Regions from separate parts of the Macaca mulatta genome. Here region 2 is linked to region 1. Evidence: chromatin contacts called from public Hi-C data. All regions are on one chromosome and are shown on one strand. The core of a region is the stretch at or near the end of the contact, and the rest is flanking DNA. Distances in the headings are between cores, read along the strand shown. Region 1 overlaps LOC100424899 (guanine nucleotide-binding protein G(s) subunit alpha). Region 2 holds the start of NELFCD (negative elongation factor complex member C/D).

Region 1 (3,161 bases), core at 425-2,924:
TTTCCACACGGTTCTCCCTCCACATCTGCCTAGAAGGACTAGTCTGCTGCTTCATTTTCCCCCTCCTCTGCAGCCAATTTCAGATGGCTGCAGCAGAGAAAGTGAGACCCCCCACACCTTGTTTGTGTGTACCCTTCCTTCCGTGCCCCTCTGAGTGCATTTGGGTTGTGTTGGGGTGACATTGGGACAGGTGGTTGGCTGAGCTGATCCTCTCAAATATTCAGGCAAACTGGTTGTTTGTAGACAAAACATCCAGATGCTTTTTCACGATTGAACTTTTGATCAAATTGATTGGATGCTTTGTTGTCAAGAAGACAAAAATCCAAGTCAAAAAGGTCACCAGAATAGGAAATTTGCAGGCAATGAATAGTAGGAAGAATTACATATTTCTAGCAATGAAAAATGTGAGTTTTTAGATTGTGCTAAATGACTCGATACTGGCCAGAGCAAAGATACAAGTGAAAGAATGGATCTTTTTAAGGTTATATTGTTCCCATTTATTTGGCTTTGTGCTGCCAGAAAGTGGCTTGGAGGCTTGCTTTTTAGTGCTCTGTAAAATGTAAATGGTCTAAGTTAAGAAGCTATTTAATCTCAAACAATATTAATTGTGACATGAAAAATGAGACCAATTCTTCCGACATTACAATCACCACCACCTCACGTTAACTGATCACCTCAATATGTTTCTCAAAAGAGCCTGGATATTTTCCTTTTCCAAACTGCGTATTTTTAAGAGGAGACAAAAATCCTCAAATACTTTACTTATTCTGATGCTGAAAATGTGGTCTCCTAAAGTGGGCTTCCTTTGGCCTCCAGGCTCTGCAAACCTCTACATCTGATTTGTCTTGTTCTCTCACCCCCTGTGCCGCCCCCCCCCCCCACCGCCTCTGAATTAAAACTCTTTCTAAAATAAAACCACTAAGCAGCCAAACGGTCATAAGCCAGGATGCTGCTCCTGCATCTCCCTGCTTCCAGACAGAACTGCTGGACCCTAATGCTGCTTTCCAGGAGAAATAGGGGGAAAATGCATTTTCACATATTTTTTAAGTGTTTTTCCCTAAATGGGTCCATTAAAATCAGCAAGATCACTGTTCCTCCATCTCTGTAGCAGGCAGAATCACCACGCATGGAGATAGGAGCAAATTTGTATTTCCAGTCGGCTCTGATGGGGAGATTGCAGTTGTTCTACGGAAAGGCGATATCTCCATCCCTGCAGTTCTGCCTCACGATTTCAAGACCACTGCCTCCTCCCGTAAGATTCTGCAGATGTTACACTTTGCTTGTTAAACCTCTTGCTAAATGTAAGAAATAACGTTGTTTTACTTGTAAATGTCCGTAATTCACCTACTGCAAAGCCCTAAGTCCTTGCTGTTTCATTACCAGCTGCCTGTTAATAACCATCAAATTAGAAGTGTCTCTAGCAGCATGACAATTTAGTGAGGGGAATAAGAACAGAAAATCACAAATTGTTCAGAGAAGTTGCCGCATAGCAGGCCTCCTGGGGCCGGGGCCTGATGCCCCTTGGTGTTTAGTTCAAGGCCACGGGGCTCTCTTGGGTGACATCACTTCTAACATAGATACTGTGTAATTCAGTTACACAAACGCAGCCCAGACAAGCAGGCTCACATCATCTCTTGTGCTCTGCGTAAGTCTGCACCAGAGGCTCTCAACACAGCCTGCACTTCCTGTTGCATGCCACGAAAGAGCCCTAAAACCAAGGAGGGAGGTGAAAGGAAGTACAAAATAATGCACCTTCTATGTTTTTTGTTGTTTTGTTTTTTGTTTTGTGTTTTTTTTTTTCCTCCCTTTCTGCTCCCTTCATCTCTAAGGAATCCACAGCTAACCTGGACGCATTTTGTTATTTCCCATTCCCAGGGAGAAAGGCTTTTTCCAGCTGTGAGAGTCTAGGATTCACTTTTATCTCTTTCTAAACACTACCAGCCCAGAATCCTCAGACCACTTGTGGGCATTATAGCAACACAATAGGTACCTCCTGTGGACCCCATGCCTCGGATCAGAGCAGGGATTACGGGCAAGGCCGAGAGGTGGGAAGTCAGTGACAGCGCCATTCTCTCGTTCTTGCTTGAGCTGACTGTAGCTTCTTAACATCTGGTGCACCAACTCTTTCCCCATTCCTAAACCATAGCCGGCCTCTGCCCATCAGAACGTCAGTCCTGGGCTTCCTGGGCTCTGTCCCTTTATCCAGCTCTGAAGCCATTGAGTGTCCATTTCAACCTCACACCTGACTTAGCACCTGACTTTAAAGAAAAACATCCTTTTCACCAATAAGGTATGTGACCACTTGAAACCCCTCCAAGGCTTTCAAAGCCGGTGGAGCAGAGCATAACAGCAGAGGAGAACCACCCCCGGGGTTAAAATCTCACAGAAGGAAAGGGGAAAGCTGGCAGTAGCAGGTGGCTCCTTTGGGCTATCCTATTCACCATTTGCCCCTGGCTGACTAGTCCTGGGCCCCCACAGAATGGGCCACTGGTGCACAGGCTCAGGGAAGGGCTTCTCTCACCCTCTCCAAGTGCATCTGTCATTTGGCAGTGACAGCCACTTTGCACTCTGTACCTTGGCAGCTCACATCTCTTTCAGAGGCTCCCTCCTTTCCCCCCACCATAAGCCTCCTCTGTAAAAACCAAAAAAAAAAAAAAAAAAAAAATCTTGTTCTTTCATCATAATTAAAGTGCTGTCAGGGAAAATGGCTGAGTTTTGCTGCTGTTGAAATGACCCTCCTTCTCCTTCTCCACTCCTCTTTGCTTCTCTCATTTGCTAAAGTGGTTCTTTCTCTGCCTGAAATCAGGCTCTTTGGTGATGGAAATTTTAGCTTAAAGCAGAGAGTTCTAAGCAGAATCCTAACCTTGCGAGGGTGGGGAGAAAATCAATGTTTCGAGCTGGCCTCTGTTTGCAGCAAGGTGCTGGTGAGGCCATTTTCATCAGGAGGAACGGTGGCGGCGGCTATCTCTGGGCTTTAGATACATGCAAGGTCTCCTAAATACAAGTCACTGTCATGGTACACAATTTAGCAAAACTTGGTGGCTGATTTCTCCCCGTTGACTTAGCTGAGGGTCAGGAGGAAGCTATTTAGAAGTAAGTACAGAGGTTCTGCATCTGTGAAGATAAAATCCAAACGCCTCTCATGCTCAGAGGGAAAGTGT
Region 2 (3,161 bases), core at 445-2,944, 110 kb before region 1:
TCGTCTCACTTTCTTCACTTACCAGATAAGCAGAGTAACACCCAACTCAAAATCTTGAGTGTGGAAGGCGATAATGCATGACGCACACGGCCCAGGCTCTCCGTTAGCTAAGTCTGACTCTATCCACTCCACCCTAAGCCTCCAACACTGTGAAATGATCCAACATGCAAATCTACTCGTGTCACTCCCTGCCCCAAACTCCTGAACAAGCCATACCATTCAGCACTCTCCAAGGATCTTCAGAACCTGCTCCCTACTGAGCTCCTGCCACTGCTTCCACCAGGCAGCTAACTTCACAGGGCTTCTTTCAGTTCCAGAAACACGTCGCCTGCCTTGGCATTTTATACCACGGCTCGGAAGCCGCCATCACACCACCACCCATGGTCATCAACGTAAGCCCCACTTCATCCTTTATTCCCTCAAAACACCAGTTCAAAATGCACCAGACATCCCCAATCTTGACTCTTGTTAAAAATGCAAGTTCCTGGGCGAGGCGCGGTGGCTCACGCCTGTAATCCCAGCAGTTTGGGAGGCCGAGGTGGGTGGATTACCCGAGGTCAGGAGTTCGAGACCAGCCTGGCCAACATAGTGAAACCTCCTCTCTACTCAAAATTTAAAAACTTAGCTGGGTGTGGTGGTGGGCGCCTGTAATCCCAGCTACTCGGGAGGCTGAGGCAGGAGAATCGCTTGAACCCGGGAGGCAGGGGTTGCAGTGAGCCGCGATGGTGCCATTACACTCCAGCCTGGGCAACAGGAGCGAAACTAAGCCTCAAAGGAAAAAAAAAAAAAAAAGCAAGTTCCCAGGCTCCCGTCCAGACCAACCGTTGGGCTGTCTCCAGAGGAGGGATGTGAGAAGCTACATTTCAACCATGCGCCGCAGGTGGGTCTTTAGAGTTATGGAGGGGACACACCGGCCAGACTAGAGCTGCCTGCCCTGACTCTGCAGGCCCTGTTCTCAGGGTGGAACACAGTGATCCCTCCTGGGCTTCCACCCCAAACCCTGGAAGGTCAAGGCCCGAAGATCCTTTCCATCAGTTTGCCCAAAGACAGATGAAATCAGCCCAAGGTGCTGAAGAGTACAGTTTATAAAACAGTAAAGCACATGTAGGAATGCCCTAAGTTCTACTTTTTCACCATGATACTGGTGTGAAGTTTTTCCACTTTATTTTTGTTTAAAACTGTGTGAGCTCCGGGCCCAACCCTCCACCTTAGCGTTGGTGTCCCGCCCGCCGTGGGGGTCGCAGGTTGCTCCTGGCCGGAGCAAGGGGGTACGGGGTGCCTCGGGCCGCCCTGCGCCAGAGCCTCCGCCGCCTCACCCCCGCCCCACGGTCCTGCAGGCGAGGAGGCGGGGACCCCGGCGGCCGCGCTGCAGGACCCCGGGTGGGCGGGGGCGGGGCGGGCTGTGCTTGAACCACACGGTGACCGCGCGGGCCGTGCGCGCGCACACCCCCCGCACGCCCGCGGCCTCGCGCCGCGCGGCCTCGCCGGGAGCGGGGCCGGCCCGCCGGCGGCGGAGACGAACGATCCTCGCCGGGGGGCGCCAGGTGTCCCGCCTCACCTGGCCGCCGTCAGCCTCGTCGCCCCACTCGGCCGCGTTCCCGTAGTAGTCCTCGTCCATGATGGCGCCCGCCGCGGCCCCCGCCACGCTCTCCCGCGAGCGAGCGCCGCGCATGCGCGAGGCGGGGACAGGCGGGCGGGCGCAGGCGCGGCCGCGCGCCTCGGCTAGAACGGGAGGCGGGGCCTGGAGGAAGGGGCGGGGCCTGGAGGAAGGGCAGGGCCGCGGGCTCGGCGCTGGGAACAAAGGGGACCGACGGAAGGAACGTCCCCAGTCGATCCCGGAGCGCTGCCGGGGTGGGCCGGGGGCTTAGCTCCGGAGAGAGGTTTCCCACTGGACTCGTGCAGAGCCCCGCCCTGCTGCGCCGGCCCTGCGAGCGCCGGTTTCCTCATCTGACAGCTGGAAACAAATCCTTCGGGAAGTGTCTAAGACCCACGAAAATGTTTTAATATCTTTTATTTTTGGTAAAAAGTACTAAGCGCGACCGGGCGTGGGGGCTCACGCCTGTAATCCCAGAATTTTGGGAGACCGAGGCAAACGGATCACTTGAGGTCAGGAGTTCGAGACCAGCCAGGCCAACATGGTGAAAACCCGTCTCTACTCAAAATGCAAAAATTAGCCGGGCGTGGTGGTGCACGCCTGTAATCCCGGGTACTCGGGAGACTGAGGCAGGAGAATCTCTTGAACCCAGGAGGTAGAGGTTGCAGTGAGCCAAGATTGCACCATTGCACTCCAGCCTGAGTGAAAGAGCAAGACCCTGTCTCAGAAAAATAAATAAATTAATTAATTGAAAGGGCCGGGCACCAGTGGCTCACACCTGTAGTCCCAACACTTTGGGAGGCCGAGGCAGATGGATCACCTGAGGTCAGGAGTTCAAGACCAGCCCAGTCAACCTGGTCAACATGGTAAAACCCCTTCTCCACTAATAATACAAAAATTAGCTGGGCGTGGTGACAGGCGCCTGAGTCCCAGCTACTCGAGAGGCTGAGTCACGAGAATCGCTTGAACCCAGCAGGTGGAGGTTGCAGTGAGCCAAGATCACACCATTGCACTCCAGCCTGGGCAACAGAGTGAAACTGTGTCAAAAAAGAAGAAAGGAGAAGGAGAAGGAAGAGAGAAGAGAAAAGAAAAAGTACTAAATGCAGTGGAAAGTAGCATTTTTAATTTTTTCTTTTTAAAATGGAAGAGCCCACAAAGCAAAAGTGCCCAGAGCCAACAGAAATCTCTGGAGAAGGGACCTCTCTGGTAGTTGCCAAAGGGAGCAGCTGATGCTGTTGTGAAGCCCGCAGCACGATTCCTAGTGTGAAGTAGGGGGTGAGAGTATGACAGGCTCTGATGATCACGGAAAGATTTTTGTTTGGTTGTTGTGTTTTTGTTTTGTTTTAATTTTAGATTTGGTACATGTGCAGGTTTGTTACATTGATATATTGCGTGATGCTTCTAATAATCCCTTCGCCAACCTTTTTCAACTTTTACCCCCCTCCACACCTTCTGCCTTTTGGAATCCCCCATGTCTGTTGTTCCCATCTTTGTATCCAAATCACGGAAAGTTTTAACCAGGGAGATTAACGCCATCAAATCTGGATGTTTTCAAAGGTAATGCCCA

What was found. A called contact is a pair of places that touch in the nucleus more often than the background predicts.
Region 2: a Hi-C map of CD4 T cells shows a contact between it and region 1, with 2.3 times the contacts expected there. The contact joins the promoter of NELFCD here to the enhancer-like site in region 1. A contact is called at or near these places in 4 of 14 Hi-C or Micro-C datasets (CD4 T cells, cortical neurons, fetal cortex germinal zone and 1 more).

The regions. Positions count from the first base shown.
Region 1 is chr10:111,667,889-111,671,049 of T2T-MMU8v2.0, reverse strand. The region is part of intron 1 of LOC100424899 (guanine nucleotide-binding protein G(s) subunit alpha); the gene reads right to left. All of the region lies in intron 1 of LOC144329396 (neuroendocrine secretory protein 55), which reads right to left. Among named protein-coding and RNA genes, the nearest start is that of MIR298, 60 kb to the right of the region's middle. Within about 2 kb of position 1,674, at least 7 of the 40 cell types and tissues checked have an H3K27ac peak or open chromatin away from gene starts, as enhancers often do. A contact at or near this core is called in CD4 T cells, where this site is marked.
Region 2 is chr10:111,776,717-111,779,877 of T2T-MMU8v2.0, reverse strand. It overlaps NELFCD (negative elongation factor complex member C/D), which reads right to left and starts at 1,694. Exons shown (of 15, transcript XR_013400083.1): 1 at 1,559-1,694. LOC144332214 (a long non-coding RNA gene) reads left to right here and starts at 1,782. Exons shown (of 2, transcript XR_013400102.1): 1 at 1,782-2,129.